Linked DNA regions of Mus musculus: all the other regions are linked to region 1. Evidence: chromatin contacts called from public Hi-C and HiChIP or PLAC-seq data. All regions are on one chromosome and are shown on one strand. Each heading gives the region's core, a stretch centred on a gene start, on an enhancer-like site or on the middle of the called end of the contact. The rest is flanking DNA. Distances are from core to core; before and after follow the strand shown. Region 1 holds the start of Tipin (timeless interacting protein). Region 2 overlaps Megf11 (multiple EGF-like-domains 11). Region 3 overlaps Megf11 (multiple EGF-like-domains 11).

Region 1 (5,162 bases), core at 841-3,340:
TGGTTAAGAGCACTGACTGCCTTCCAGAGGTCCTGAATTCAATTCCCTACAACCACATGGTGGTTCACAGCCATCTGTAATGGGATCTGATGCCCTCTTTTGGTGTGTCTGAAGACAGCGACAGTGTACTCATGTAAAAAAAAAAAATCTTAAAAAACAAAAACAGCTAAAGATATTATACTCAGGACATGTCTAAAACATCCCCAAAACTTCTAAATTTATTACTTCTTTAAATTTATGTTTGTTGTATGTATAATAAGAGTGCATTATGTGCCACCGGGGGAGGTCAAAGGACAACCTGTAATGACAATTTTGGAATTGTGGGTTTTGTTTTTTTGGGTTTTGTTTTTTTGGTTTTTCAAGACAGGGTTTCTCTGTGTAGCCCTGGCTGTCCTGGAACTCACCTCTATAGATCAGGCTGGCCTCGAACTCAGAAATCCGCCTGCCTCTACCTCCCAAGTACTGCGATTAAAGGCATGCCCAGTGGTGGTTTCTTTTTTAAAAAAAAAAAAAAGCACAGAAATGGGCTGGAGAGATGGCTTAGCAGTTAAGAGCACTGACTGCTTTTCTAGAGGTCCTGAGTTCAATTCCCAGCAACCACATGGTGGCTCACAACCATCTGTAATGGGATTCAATGCCCTCTTCTGGTGTGTCTAAGCAGCTACAGTATACTTACATACATAAAATTAATAAATCTTTTTTTTAAAAAAGCACAGAAATATTATTTCTTCATTTTAACTCCTGGTATGGGAATTGGCTGCTTCAGATTGCCCACAGCAGCTGGTATGACAGGCCTTGAGCTCTAATGCTGTAACGGCGATTCTGCTAACTGCAGATAGCTTCCTCAGGACTTTTCAGAGGGTAAAGGCCAGGATTGACTGCTTGCTGTTGGCTGTGGTTTTGTTTAGTGGTGAGCAAGAGAAGAAATAACACATCCTCAAGGTCCTCACCTTGCCTCAAACATGCCCCAAGGAACTTGACACTCCTCATCTGCAGGGTAAAGATAATGTTGCCATTTTTCCCCCTATCCTCTCGTTTTTTAGGGAGCCTAAAGGGTAGATTAAGGGTAGAGAAGGGTGGAAGAAAGAATCCACAAAGTAGCAAAGGACTCTGTGGGTAGAGTCAATTCTTTCCTTCCAGCTTTGCATGAGACCCAGGGATCACACTCAGTAAGGCTTGTTCCCCAGCACTATATCGCCTTTACTAGCTGTCCCCAATTCTAAATTTGTGACCGTAAATTTATAAAAACAAAGTACTGGCTCCTGATAATAAACCGCTACGTCTTTGAGTACCTTTAAATGTGGGAACCAAGGGTAGATTATAACTCTACCTAGGACCACTTGGCCTGGGTTCCAGGCCCAGAACAAGCACCCCAATCCTCAAAACATCTAGTTAGTACACTCAATCCCATTCTAATGGGAGTTTGAGAACAGGACTTAAAACTACAATAACCAGCAATTAACCAAAAAAGCACAGTGGGGCTTATCAGTAAACTGGTTTCTCTCAGTGTTTGTAAAGAATTAGATGTTCACAGCCCTTCCTTCTCTCCTTGACAACTGTCACACGTGTTTTAGACACTAACGAGTTAAGTCTCTTTCCCCCTCCAGGTCCTCAAACTCCCAGAGCAGTGTGCGTGACAAATTCAACATCCGATCCACAAGTCCTTCCCGGACCTGTTTCCAACCTACCGTTTTCCCTAGTTGTCAAAACAGGAGCTCCTCGCCCTAAAGGAAGTCCCACCACCCTCACTCTCGTCCCACCGTCGGCGCCAGCCCTAGGGATGTCACCTCTCCCTCGCCTCCCCTCGAGTCCGCTTCCCAGCCTCCCTCTCAGCTAGGTCCGTGCGCGCGGCTCCGGTGCAGGCCCGCCATCCTCCCGCGGCGCCTCCCACCCGCTCCGCCCGCTCCTCCTCAGCCCCGCTTCCGCCTGGCTCCTGGGTGAGACCCCATCTCCCGCGCCCCGCGCCGCCTTTGCAACGCGGGCTCCACTTCCAAAATCTGCGCTCACAGAAACCGGTCTCACCTCACCTAGACAGCGGCCGCCGCCAAGCGCGCCAACACCGCTTCTCGCGAGACTCGGCTCCGCGAGACAAGCTGAGAAATTTGGCGCCAAGGGTAGGCGAAGAGGCGTGGGAGGAGCCTAAGGGTCTGAGCCCCGCCCACCGCGCTCGGAAGCCCGCCTACCCATCCGGAATGTCTGGGACGGCAATGAGTTCTGGGCGCTTTATTAGCTCCAGAAATAGGTCTCCGGGTTTAGAACACGAACGATGGAAGCCAGGCATAATAGTGCACGCCTGGAATCCCAGCACTCGGAGGCTGAGGTAGGAGGATCGCCACAGGTTCCAGGCCAGCGTCTACGAGAAAAAAAAAAAAAAGAAAGAAAAGAAAACTGATTTGTAGAGGAGTAAAACGTAGTGTCAAACAACTTTGGCTGGAAAATTACTGCATCTTCAGAATAGCAAAATGCCACGACTATGAATTTTGTTAATTAAATAAAGATATGAGGAAAAGATTGTAGTTTGTAGTTAGGGTTAGACGTGTAGACCCAAAGAAATATGTCAAGAGCTGGAGAGAGGGCTCAGTGACTAGAGCCCTGACTGCTCTTCCAGAGGTCCTGAGTTCGATTCCCCAGCAACCACATGGTGGCTCACAATCATCTGTAATGGGATCTGATGCCTTCTTCTGGAGTGTCTGAAGACAGCTACAGTGTACTCACATACATAAAATAAATCTTTAAGAAAGAAAAAAGAAATATGTCAACAACAAAAAAAGGAGGGTTCCCTGTTTTCTTTAAAAGTATTGAATCCGGCCGGGCGAGGTGGCACACGCCTTTAATCCCAGCACTTGGGAGGCAGAGGCAGGTGGATTTCTGAGTTCGAGGCCAGCCTGATCTACAAAGTGAGTTCCAGGACAGCCAGAGCTACACAGAGAAACCCTGTCTCGAAAAATCAAAAAAAAAAAAAAAAAAAAAAAAAGTATTGGATCCAGTGTTTACCTTTAATCTTAGGCAGATCCCTGGAGTTCCAGGCCATCCAGTGCTACACAGTGAGATATTGTTTCAAAACAAACAACAAAAAGGGAGGGCAGGGTTGGGGAGATCCCTCAGAGGGTAAAGGACTCCCCCACATTGCATGATGAGCTGAGTTCAGATCTCCAATACCCAGGTTAAAAAACAGCTTGATATTACCCGGAATCCCGATTCTGAGAAGGCAAAAATCAGATTCCTCCAGCTGGCTAGCCAGCCAGCCAGGTTTAACTGATGTGTTCCAGGCACAGTGAGAGACCCTGTCTCAAAGGGGGGGGGGGGGGGCTGAGACATACAGATGGCTTAACCATTAAGAGTACATGTTGCTCATGTAGGGGACTCTAGTACACTCACATAGTGACACAGCCGTGTATGATTCCAGGGTATCTGAGGCTCTCTTCTGACCTCCAGAGAACCAAGCACTCTGTAGATTTATGTATGTATATCATGGTTTATGTATGTATGTTTATATGTGTGGATATGTATGTAAATATGAATGGTTTATTCATGTAGTTATGGGTATGTATAGATGCATATATGGTTTATTTATGTATGTAGGTTTATTTATGCATGGGTATGTATGTACACAGGCATATATGTATTACATACACAACCATACATATAAAAGTATTTTTTAAAGATCTATTTATTTATTATATGTAAGTACACTATAGCTGTCCTCAGATACTCCAGAAGAAGGCATCAGATTTCGTTATGGATGTTTGTGAGCCACCATGTGGTTGCTGGGATTTGAACTCGGGACCTTCAGAAGAGCAATCGGCACTCTTAACCACTGAGCCATCTCTCCAGCCCCACAGGAAGTCTTTTTTAACAATGAGATTGTGAGGGAAGCAACCAGTGCTCACCTCCTGATTCTGTACCTCACACCCACATACAAAATAAAAGCAGAGCTGGGTGGGGCTGGAAAGATTGCTCAACAGTTACGAGTATCTCGTGCTCCTGTGTTAACTCCAAAGATTGGAGGAGAAAGAACACCGACCCAAATCATCATGGCCAAATTAATTAAAGCAAGCTTTTTCTTTATTCCTGCACACCTAAAAGCGGGGATCAAGAGATCAGCCTTGGGCGTGAGGAAGACAGGGTTTTTAAAGCTCTGGGGTGAGTGTTTCCAATGGAGGGGGTTGGTGAGGAAATAGGCAGGGTTACAGGAGGAGAACATAAGCATGACGCATGACACGTTAGTCGTATCGCCCTCCTGACACACAGACATAATTACAAGGTGGTCATACAAGGTTGACTTAACCTTTTTTTTTTTTTTTTTTTTTAGATTTGTTTATTATATCCAAGTACACTGTCGCTATCTTCAGATGCACCAGAAGAGGGCATCAGATCTCATTACGGATGGCTGTGAGCCACCATGTGGTTGTCGGGATTTGAACTCAGGACCTTCGGAAGAGCAGTTGGTGCTCTTAACCACTGAGCCATCTCTCCAGCCCAGCTTTTTGAACCAAAGGAAGGATTGCAAGATGGTTGTTCCTGGAACAGGAAGTGCAAAACCATTTGTAGTTAAGATTACAGGTCAGCCGGGCCTTTAATCCCAGCACTGAGGAGGCAGGGGCAAGTGGATTTCTGAGTTCAAGGCCAGCCTAGTTATAAACAGGAGTGGGCCTAGTTTGTCGTTACTATAAGATGGCTTTTAAGTCTAAGATGGAGGCAGGTTGGTTCATCACTTTCAGGGAACCTAGGTTCTGTTCCCAGAACCCACATGGCTACTCACAACCACCTATAACTCTAGTTCCAGGAGGTGTGATGCCCTCTTCTGACCTCTGGGGGCATTGCACACACCAGTGCAATGGAGATAAAATAGTCAAACAGAGAAAATAAAATAAATACACCTTAAAAATGTAGTCATCGGGACAGGAGCAATCCCTTAGCAGATGAAAGCACTTGTCACCAAGTCTGACAGAGCTCCATCCTGGGGACCCACTAAGCAAAAGTTGTTCTTTGACTTCTACATGTGGACCACAATATGCATACACACACACACACACACACACACACACACACAGGAACACACAGGAACAAATACACACAATTGATTGATGAATAAAAAAATTTTCGGGCTGGTGAGATGGCTCAGTGGGTAAGAGCACCCGACTGCTCTTCCGAAGGTTCAG
Region 2 (5,162 bases), core at 920-3,419, 410 kb before region 1:
ACAGAGTTGAAGTTACTTGCTTTAACATGGCAGGCCTACAAAAAGGGAACTAATTACTTACCCTTTCTACATGGTTGGAAAAAATAAGTAAACTGAGTCACCAAGGTTAGGGGACGTGTCTAAGTTCACCCAACCAGTAATTCAGTCAGGAAGAACTGGCTTCTGCTACTCTTCCTGCTCTACCAGCCATGTGACTTAGAAGGTTCATAGGGACAGCAACGCCAGCTTCCCTGGGGAGTCATGAACACCAAATGATAGACTGGCCTTGACAGCTGGTAGCTCTGTGACTGCCTGTTACTGCCCTAAGATAACTCTTGATTATATATGTGTGGCTAAGTCCCTCTGACTGCCCTGGCAAGCATCTGATTTCTTAATGTGCAGGATCTAGACCCCCCCTTGGTTCTCTGCTACTGGCTAAAGAAAGTGGGTTGTCACTTCTAGGACAGCCAATGTTGCATTTGCCTGAGCTGCATAGCTTCACATTGCAAAGTAAGTGTGTCTGATGTGGGTAATTGAGAGCCTGTTTTCTATCCCCATCTTCTAAAACCAACAATAGCCTCCCACATCTGCAAAACAAAAGGACTTCCCATGTACAAAGCCATCATTTACAGAGTGCTCACATGTGCCAGGCACTGTGCTGAGACCTTTCTTGAATTGACTGGATTTGATCCCTCTCAGCTGTACCATGCAATGTCACCTAGGCATAGAGCTAGAGTCAAGTTGAGCCCTTTGGACAAAGGTTAATGTCTGTTCAATTGAATGTGGAGTAAAAGACCCAGCAGAGGAAATGACCTGCCCAGAGACACCTAGCAGGGAGTGGCAGAAGTCAACTAGGCAAGTGTTGCAGTGTAGCCTGACTGGTGCCCTTTCCCAGCACTAGCCTCTGGTTCACTCTTGCCTCGCTCATGGGGGAACTACCAGAGGATTAGCAGAAATGCTATGAAGAGAGGCTCCCAACTGTGAATAAAAGGTAATGTCATAAAACTCAACTGGTCTGGTTAGAACTCTCCAAAGCCACCCATAATTGGGCCCTTCCCACCCTGTCCAGGCACCCTGCCACCTGTATGTTACCTTGGTCACACCTGATTCCTTTGAATCCCGGGCTACAGTAACAGGTACCAGTGACGTGGTCACAAGTGGCATTGTTCATGCACTCACATAGCTGCTGACACCCATATCCAAAGGTTCCAGGGGCACATCCTGTTTGGCATGCAGAATGCAAGTAGACAGTGAGACACAGCCACACTCCACCCCTCCCACTCCAGGTGGAGAAGTTCATGGCAAGAGATCATTGTGTCCCACCCACAGTGGAGCCTATTGAACTAGATTGCCCATTGTGCATAGATAGCTGGGGATGGGTAGAGTCAGTGCACACCTCTCCCTCCTGAACTCATTTAAAGAGCTGGAAAATCCTGCCTTCATCTGGCCCCTCCTTCCTATGCCTATCACACCTCAGCCCTATCTAAAGAGGAAAGAAATCCTCACAGCATGAGTGTATAGGGTTAGCCTTCAGTCTTCCCCAGAAGTTGTCCTCAAAGTCTGGAATACAGGAGCCCAGTACCCTGGATGGGGGTTGGGTATGGGGAGGATGGGGTTGAAAGAAGCAACTTTCCCAGGTTAGGGTAGCTTACTCTGTTCACAGTGGCGGCCAGAGAAGCCTGTTCGACAGGTGCATTTCCCAGTGATGTGGTCACAGCTGGCTCCATTCTGACACTGGCATATGTGCCCACAGTCCTTCCCAAAAAATGCTGAAGGGCAACCTGCAACAAGACCACAGGTCACAGTTGGTGTGGGCTCAGGAAAACTGAGGAAATGTTGCTGGGACCAGGCTGGTCTGCTGCTTCCTGCGCAGCATGGGATAAAGACGAGCGAGGCCCACAGAGACATCTGTACCCACTGAACCTTGGGCTAAAGGGGAGGAGGGTAGGGACAAGGTTATCCATGCAACTAGGGCCTCAGCAGCAGAGGACAAGCTCTGGTCTCTGCTGTGCAGCCCTGGGATTTCTTCCCCATGGTCCAAGGGTCTGATCTGGTTGATTGCTGGGATACCCTTATAGCCTTGCCCTCTCAAGACTTTGGATGATCCTGAGGTGTGGCTGGTCCTGGGGCCAGCCTCTTCCCTCCCTCTCTGCAAACCAGGGCTATTCGCAAAGTGGCCAGTAGGCTGCAGCATATGACTGGGAGTGTCTGGGAGGCAGGGCTTACGCTGCGTGCAGAAGAGTCCAGTCCAGCCAGGGGTGCAGTGGCAGGCCCCATCCTCGGCGCTGCAGCTCGCCCCGTTGTGGCAGCTGCATGTGTGGAAGCAGGCAGAGCCCCAGAACCCAGATGGGCAGGCTGTGGGGGTGGGGTGGGTGGGATGCAGAGGGGGAGGGCAGGACAAAGGAGCAGGAGGAAAGGAAGGGGAGGTGGGTACACATCAGAGCCAGAACACCTGGACAGACCCAGAGGGGCATCTCTTGGCCTTTGGGGACTTGATATACTAGTCACAGAATCAGCTCTCCTCTTGGCCTCAACCCCTGGGATTGCTATGAAGACCAGACTCTGCCTATTCTAATCTTGGATGACTTAAGGCAGCCCTACTCGAAGGGCTCCTACACCTCCATTCATAGAGGGACTCACAGGGACAGGGGTGGAGTAACACCAAGGGCTCTGACTTCTCCACAGGTGGCAGGGCCAGTCTTGTCTTTGGGTTCAGGTGCTGTTTGAGATTGGAGCCTGTGGCTTTCATCAAAATGGAATTCTTCCAGGTCCGGCCATTTAACTGAGACCTCCTTACAGGTACTGACAGTGTCTCACCCATTAGACAAGGAGCTAATTAATTAGGCCAAGGCTGGGGCCCCTTTGGGAAGGGGTTGTTACCTTGGTATCAGACTGTAGCTCCATGTTAAGGCCTAAGGTGTTCAGGACATCACTCACAGGGGGCCATCCCACAGGTGTTCCCCTTCTTCTAAGAGTGGCTATGCTAGCCTTGCCATTCACAAACTCAAGCATACCGGTCTTGTTCCCTCCTCCTCCTCTATATCCTGACTGCATCTTCTATAGGCAGATGCTAGTGGAGTATAATTCTCAGGATTCACAGCACTAATGGCAGTATTGATGCCCTTAATAACCTGCAGTAACCATATCCATGGTCAGTTCCAGTAACTCAAGTTTGATGTAGCATAAAATGGGACTTTCAGGATCAGGGAACAGTGACATGGCTCAGTGGATAAAGGCACTTGCCACCCAAACCTGTGGTGAACCCAAGTTTGATCCCTGAAACTCACATAAAAGCTGAAGAGAACTGGTGCTAGAGAGTTGGTCTCTCACTTCCACATCCTTGCTGTGGCACTTATCATACACACAGAAACAATATAAAGAAATAAATGGGCGGATATCCTTGTCTGCAGGAGAACGGGGGACACTTGCAGGGGTGCCAGCTTACCCTGTGAGCAGTCCTTGCCAATCCACCCAGGGAAGCACTGACAGGAGCCATCGATGGGGCTGCAGGTCCCATTGTTGGCACAGGAACAGAGCTGGGCACAGTCCTGCCCGAAGTGCCCTCCAGCACACACTGTGGGCACAGGGAAGCCTGGCACCGGAGCCTTCCCAGGCCCTAAGAGCCACCACCCACACAGCCACACCCCAAGTTTCCTAGGCCACAGCCCTGACTACTCTAGGTGTGATCTGGATGGGAACCTTCACCTACAGTGGCAGTTGCCCTTCTCCACAACAGCAGCTCCCCAAGAGGCCCTGTCCTAATTCCTTTTTACAAGGACAGGCTGAGGTCCATAGAGGGGATGTCAGTAGTCTTGGGTCTTACAGGTAGGAAGGCCTAAGGAGGAGTTGGTGTCTCTGGACACTCTGCTGAGCATTCCTAGACGACCTCCCAGCCACTGGCTTTTCCCTGGGTTATTCTTGACTAACCTCCTAGACACATGGACCACCACACACACCCTTCTCTGGACACTCCTGGCCTTTCTTCTCCGTGCTTTCCTATGGCTAATGCCGTCTAAATTCCCATGACCCTCAAGTCCGGCTATGGACATCCTGCCTATAAGACTCATCTTAAGTGTCACCTCCCTTGGAACAATAAGATGGAGCAAGACTTAAGACACTGACATCTTTCTACCCTAGTGTTCTCCAGGAGCCTGCTCTTAGATCTTTTTGGTTTTCTTAGTATGTAGGTGAAACAATGTATATCATCTTCAAGCCAGTTATTAGGGATTTTTATTAGGTTTTATCTAAACTTAGTCCTAGCTGTCCCATACATCTTCCATCTTCCATCTTCCATCTTCTGGGTGGCTATGTCTCTATCTGAGGCTTCAAGTAGCTTCTTCTTCAAACTCTCCTATCACTGAGACTTGACAGCGGTTTCCAGCCAAGCCTGAGTCCTACCCCTTCTGGTATCCCCTACAATGCTTGGAGAAGGAACAGGCACTCAAGCCACTGGGGCCAAACATCACCCTTCTCCTTGTCCCCCACCCCCACCCCTACCCCTGGTCCTCTGGCCTAAGCTTTGCAAGGGCAGGAAATTCGGTCTCATTTCCTATTGAATCTGACTGTCCACTGAACATTGCGGATGTAGGTCTCGAGAATCAAAACCTTCTAGAAGGCTCCATTACCAGATATATATTTCTTTAATATTTCTTTAATGTGTCTTGCACAAGTATGTGCACATGTGAGCATGTGCCTGTGGAAGACAGACGAAGGCATCAGATCCCTTGGAAGTGATATCAGAGGCAGTTGTCAGCTGCCTGGCATGGACCCTAGAAAGTGAGCTCAGCAAGCCTTCTCCCCACTGAGCTGTCTCTCCAGCCCTCGCGGGGTAGGTAGTGATTTCTTGGAGGAAAACAGCTTCCTTTTGTTAGGTGTCAAACCATGGATGCCATGCCCTCTGTGCCTTCACTCTGCCCCCAAGTGCCAGCCCTTCCCCAGCCTGACTGTAGGCACCTGGTAGCTCCGATACACATGTAGTGTATACCTCTGTGGACATAGCTAGTGGTTGGGACAGTTGATAAAGACAGGTGGACTCTGCCTGAAGCTTTGGGTTCGGGGTCCTAGTTTTGATATGCATTCAGCAAACACACGTGGCATTTACATGCACCAGGAACTGAGCAAAATGTTTCACAAATACTAAGTTCACTTAATCTTGATAATGTTTTCATCATTGCTCACCGTCA
Region 3 (5,162 bases), core at 1,689-4,188, 360 kb before region 1:
ATGTCCTTCCTAGCTGCCCTTGGGAGCTTGGTGTCGAAAGCCTCCTGAAATATCTTGCTTTGCTCAGCAGCCCTGTCCTCAGGCCCTGGGGAAGCAACTGGCTGAGCCTCTCCCAAAGTGGGGCATGTTACAGGGGCTACAGTGGGGAAGGGCAGCCCCCGAGGCTGGCAGTCTTTCAGGGGCTTGGGTCTGTAGGGAGGTGCTAACAGGGGATGGTGGCAGCTGATAGCAGGCTGTGGTTAGGCTGTGACATTCAGGGGGTATATATCAAGTAGGTATAAAAGGCTTTGGTGTTTGCCAAGCCCCTTGGATACACAGTTTCACCTGAGGGCTTCACCTACCATGATAGCCAGCCCAAGCAAGGCGCACTGAAGGCAAGTCATTCCTGTATGTGGGGAAGCTGAGACCAGAGTCAGGGAGGTTTGTGGGGGAGCAACATCAGACATATCACCTGAAGGCAGGCCTCCATGGTGAGGCTATATGTCTGCCTACTTTCCCATAGTGGGGATTCCTGGACTGGAGAGACCTGTGATAGGAGAGGAGGCAGCAGAGGTACCTGAAGCACTTGGGAACATAACAGATTCTAGCAGTCACAGAGTCAGCATGAATATGTGAGGTAGGGTAACATTTCACGAATCCAGATGAACGGACCCTGCTGCGGCTCCTCTTTCCCAGTCCCCTCTGCCACACCTGAAGCTCCTTAGGGTACCCAGACCCAAATCCAGAGTCAATCAATCTCCTTCCTTCCTTCCTTCCTTCCTTCCTTCCTTTCTAATTAAAAACATTATTTTCCAGACAGGTCTCATGTAGCCCAGGCTGGCCTTGAATTTGTTGTATAGCCGAGGATAACCTTAAGTTTCTAATCCTCCTGCCTCCACCTCCCATATGATGAAATTATAGTTTGGTTTCTTGAGGTGTTAGGGATCAACCCAGACCTTTGTGCATCCTAGGCATGTGTTCTACCAACTGGGCTACAAGTGCAGCCCTAGACATTGCCACTGATTCAAAAAGGCTAAGTAACTTGCCTTCAGCCACACAGACCCTAGACCTGGGACTCTTCACTGCTAGTGTCACATGACAGCTTATGACTATAAACAGGGGTAGGGGTGGGGGGAATTTAGCCTTTCATGGTGCCAAAACATCTTACGGTGCCCACCTAGATCTTGAGGGCCCACCTACCGTCCAGCCTGGAGGGCAGGCACATTCGCCAGTGATGTGGTGGCAGGTGCCTCCATTCTGGCAGGGGCAGCGCAGCTCACAGTGAGCTCCATGGCTCCCAGGGGGGCACAGCTCCTCACAGCTGCAGCGAGAGGAAGAGGTCAGACAGCAGAATTCCCAAAAGCAACCTAGTGCTCAGTCCCAGGCACCTGACTCCTCCCCCCAGGTGTGGGTGACATCAGCAACCAGCCCACCTGCAGACTTGAGAGCCTGAAACCCCTCCCCACCATCTGTAAGCATGGATGTTCTGATCCCTGCCAGTAGGGGGAGACAGATATAATATATTGAACTGTAGGGCACTTGGGCCAGCACTCAGAGGTTCTGGGGAGGAGGCTGAGAGACTTCCCTAAGAAGATGGTTTACTTAGGCTTTGAAGGTGAAGCCGATTGCAGGATTGCACGATTGCACGGAGAGGGTGAAAGGGCACGCCAGATGGGTAAAAAAATCACAAGCAACAGTGCTAAGATGTGGCCCTGGATTTTGCCTTTTAAAACTAGCCTATTTCTTCTCCTCTCTTTTAAAGATTTTTTTAAAAATGTACTTTATGTGTATGAGTGCTCTCTCTGCATGTATGCCTGCATGTCAGAAGAGGACATCAGATCCTATTATAGGATGGTTGTGAGCTGCTATGTGGTTGCTGGGAATTAAACTCAGAAGCTCTGGAAGAGTAGTAGCCAGTGCTCTTAACCACTGAGCCATTTCTCCAGCCCCTGAAAACCTGCCTGTTTTCAAAGGTAAAAGCTGGAAACTCCAAGGAATGTCTTTCCTGGGCTCTGAGAGGCTCCCAGCTGCCATGTGTGGGGACCAGCCACTGTGGGAGTGTAGGGAAGGTCTGTATCATTGCCTTGGGTCTCATTCCAATGACCATGGCCTCATGGGAGCTGATCAGATACTGGGGCAGGAGAGCCTGTCAATCCAGGATGTCTTATGGCCAGCATCCTTGGCTTCTGCTATGGATCTAAGAGAACACTAGAGAGCCTCAGCTGGGCTGGAAAGACAGCACCAGTCTTGTCTGTGAGAGTGTCCAATAAGCTGCCCTGGGGAATCCCTATCAGTATGGCTTCCCCAGGACACAGAAGTGAGGGGCCAATCTGCACATGATACATCAGATGGGCTCTAACCAGGCCCAATTAGGATGGGGCAAACAGGCATAGTATGAAAGTTAGAAGAGGAGGTCAAACTCACTTGTGTCCCTTAACTAGGAAGGGCCCTCTGGCCATGTGAGTTGTCTCCAGTAGGACCAGGTATTTAAGGGCTTGAATCTGAGACTTGTAGGGGTGAGGCCTGGGTACTTAAAGACACTGGGGCACTTGGGGTCAGAGGGCAGATGTCACAACCGGGACTTTCTGCTCTTCCTGCCTACTAGGGTGCTAAGAAGTGGCCCAAAAGCCTTGAAAGCCCTGGTGAGAGCCTCCAGGCCACAGCCCTGACCTGTTCCAAACCAGGGTCATTCAGGCCACGCTACCCACCTCCCTACACCCCCCCACCCCCCCCCACCCTGTCCCCAGCTGGGCATCCAGCAGAGTCTCCTGGCTCTGCCCCACCCCTCTTTCCCCACCCCTGGAGTCCTGATCTCGCCCTGGCCCCACCCCAAGCCACGCCCTCGCTACTCACTAAACGCCTGTGTAGCCAGGAGCGCAGAGGCACTCGCCAGTGCGCGGGTCACAGCTGGCGCCATGGTGGCACTGACAGAGCAGCTGGCAGCCCTTGCCGTGAGTACCAGGAGCGCAGAGTTCCTCACAGCGCCAGCCTCGGAAGCCCGGGGCGCACACGCAGGCGCCGGTGATAGGGTTGCACAGGGCGCCGTTCTGACACTGACACCGGTTGCTGCAGTGGGGACCCCAGTGCTCGCTGTCACAGCCTGCAAAAAAGGATACTCTGGGTCAGAGCTTTCCTTAGAACGAGGGTCCACTTGGCCTTACCATCTCCTCTGCCCCTGGAGACCAAGCTGTTGCGGGTATCTGGATGGAGTCCTTGGCATCTGGAGACCTCTGTCAGGCTCCACCAAGCCACCGAGTGTTCACGGGAGCTAAAGAAGGCATAGCCTCAAAGGCCTTCCAGCGCTGCTGCTCACTTCAATCGATGCCACGGGCACCTCCTCCAATGCAAACCTGGTCACAGCTTTCTGCCTCCCTCTGTCTCTGGGAAGCTCTCTTTGGTTGGTCTATCTATCCTTACTCCTCTCAGCTGGACCTTTTCTTGCCATGCCTGCCACCTTGCTCTGTGACCCTGTTCCTCTCCAGGCAGCTGGGCCCAGCCTCATGTCGGCCTGTGAAGCCCTCTTTTCTCTGTCCCACTCACAGTCTTAACCTCTCACATTCTCATTTACTTAAGGACGGTTCTGACTCACTGTGCACACCCCTGGCTCTCCCTTCCCTCCTCCTCCTCCCTTCCAGGAATACTTTCAGGCCCCCTACTTGCTTCCTCAGTTCAATTTCCTCACTGCCCAAGCTCCTTCAGAAAGAGCAGGAAAAAAAAATTGTATCCCTGGGAGGTGACAGACAACCTAGGAGATCCATTCCTGTAATTAAATGTTTCCAAGACTGATGGCTTTCTGGAGACCTGCATTCTAAGCCACGGAAAGGGACAGAGTAGCCCAGAACTTCAGGAAAGTTACCCAGCCTGTTATCACCTCCCACTTTGACCCTTTTGGTGCACTCAGGGCACAACAAATATAAGACGTCCCCCAACAACTGGGAGCTTTGAGTGGGAGTGGAGTTTGGTTAATGACAGGCACAAATACTGTTCTAGGATTTCTGTTTCTAGGCAAGAAAGATTGCTTCCAGTTAAGGCAGTCAGGTGAGGGCTCCACATTGCAAGAGGGCAGTGAAAGATGGCTCACTTGTCTGCCTGCCAGAGGACCATCTGTCTTGCTTTCAGCACCGAAAGTCCTCAATTCCAAAGAGCACCTCAGCCCTGGGCAAGCTGGAGTGGAGGGTGGCTCTGCTGCCTGTGGGCACAGATGGCCAGCTGATCTTTGTACCCAAGCTTTCTAGGATTTAGACCCTGGGAGGAAAGGGTCAGGTGAGTGGTATGGGAAGGGTGTCCTTGGGGTGAACAGATACACAGAAGCACTCAGGTGCTAAGCAGGCACAAGAAGGCAGAGATGGGTGTGGCCTGTGAACATGCTGGCGCTCCACCAGCTTTGCCAGGGTCACACAAATCTCTCCTGATAGTGGGTTGGGTCACTATCCAGAAGCCTGCATCTGTTTACCCTGCAGTAGACAGAACTACTGAGTCTCTGATCCACACCCCCTCATCTTGGCTTATTCATCTGTGGCCTTCTTCATCTGTGCCTTGAATATTGACACAAATAGACTGGGCTGCCAAACTATGAGTGGACATCGCCTTCAGTTTCCCAGTCTACTCAGAGTGACAGGCTCCTCTCATGCTGAGAGCGGCTCACGGGACAGAGAAGCTGAAGGGTAGCAGTGCAGCATCCCCCAGCTCACTCTCTTTCCAGGAAACCTTCCCAGCGGGTGAGAAGACTGACAGAATTATCCACTGTGTGTGCGCTCACTCGTTCTCTTTCCCAGTTTGGAATGTGTATATATGCATGTTTGCATGTGTGTATGTACACGCATGTGTGTATGTACACGTGCTCAAGGAGGCTCAAGGTGAAGTCAGGGATCGCCCTCAGTCACCCTTCCCCTCATTCAGTGAGGCAGGGTCTCGCAGCCAAACCCAGAGCTTGTGGATGTGGCTAGTCTCCCCTGCCAGCTTGTTCTGGGGATCCCTGTCTCTACTTTCTAAAGCTGGAAGTACAGGCAGCCTCCACACCCACAGACATTTACATAAGTCCTGGGGATCTAGACAAGCACTTTAACCAGTGAGTGGTACCCCTCCTCCCTCTCTCTTCATTGCCAAGCGCACATAGTTAGCATTCAACGTGTATGTGCTGTGATTCCATTATAACAATGACAGGGCTGTTTAAATCTCCCCAC

Evidence for each region. A called contact is a pair of places that touch in the nucleus more often than the background predicts. HiChIP or PLAC-seq counts read pairs in DNA pulled down with a chosen protein or histone mark.
Region 2: a Hi-C map of cerebral cortex shows a contact between it and region 1, with 2.5 times the contacts expected there. The contact joins the enhancer-like site here to the promoter of Tipin in region 1. A contact is called at or near these places in 9 of 39 promoter capture datasets (the HPC-7 cell line, cranial neural crest, embryonic stem cells and 6 more), 1 of 15 datasets of contacts at CTCF or cohesin (embryonic stem cells), 9 of 484 Hi-C or Micro-C datasets (B cells, the G1E-ER4 cell line, the N1E-115 cell line and 5 more), 18 of 115 datasets of contacts at active chromatin or transcription factors (acute myeloid leukemia, bone marrow-derived macrophages, effector CD8 T cells and 12 more) and 3 of 9 other capture datasets (adipose tissue, liver and pancreatic islet).
Region 3: a contact with region 1 is called in an H3K4me3 HiChIP or PLAC-seq map of fetal liver, with 5 times the contacts expected there. The contact joins the enhancer-like site here to the promoter of Tipin in region 1. A contact is called at or near these places in 3 of 39 promoter capture datasets (embryonic stem cells, erythroid cells and hippocampal neurons), 5 of 484 Hi-C or Micro-C datasets (CD4 T cells, the G1E-ER4 cell line, the N1E-115 cell line and 2 more), 7 of 115 datasets of contacts at active chromatin or transcription factors (bone marrow-derived macrophages, embryonic forebrain, embryonic midbrain and 4 more) and 2 of 9 other capture datasets (liver and pancreatic islet).

The regions. Positions count from the first base shown.
Region 1 is chr9:64,278,513-64,283,674 of GRCm38.p6, reverse strand. It overlaps Tipin (timeless interacting protein), which reads right to left and starts at 2,090. Exons shown (of 8, transcript NM_001324557.1): 1 at 2,028-2,090.
Region 2 is chr9:64,688,393-64,693,554 of GRCm38.p6, reverse strand. Megf11 (multiple EGF-like-domains 11) reads right to left here. Exons shown (of 25, transcript NM_001134399.1): 16 at 3,425-3,553; 17 at 1,632-1,760; 18 at 1,072-1,200. Among named protein-coding and RNA genes, the nearest start is that of Gm36311, 5.0 kb to the right of the region's middle. Within about 2 kb of position 2,169, at least 35 of the 459 cell types and tissues checked have an H3K27ac peak or open chromatin away from gene starts, as enhancers often do. A contact at or near this core is called in cerebral cortex, embryonic basal ganglia, epiblast stem cells and 1 more, where this site is marked.
Region 3 is chr9:64,636,152-64,641,313 of GRCm38.p6, reverse strand. It overlaps Megf11 (multiple EGF-like-domains 11), which reads right to left. Exons shown (of 25, transcript NM_001134399.1): 6 at 2,833-3,079; 7 at 1,180-1,300. Among named protein-coding and RNA genes, the nearest start is that of Gm36311, 47 kb to the left of the region's middle. Within about 2 kb of position 2,938, at least 36 of the 459 cell types and tissues checked have an H3K27ac peak or open chromatin away from gene starts, as enhancers often do. A contact at or near this core is called in the N1E-115 cell line, fetal liver and pancreatic islet, where this site is marked.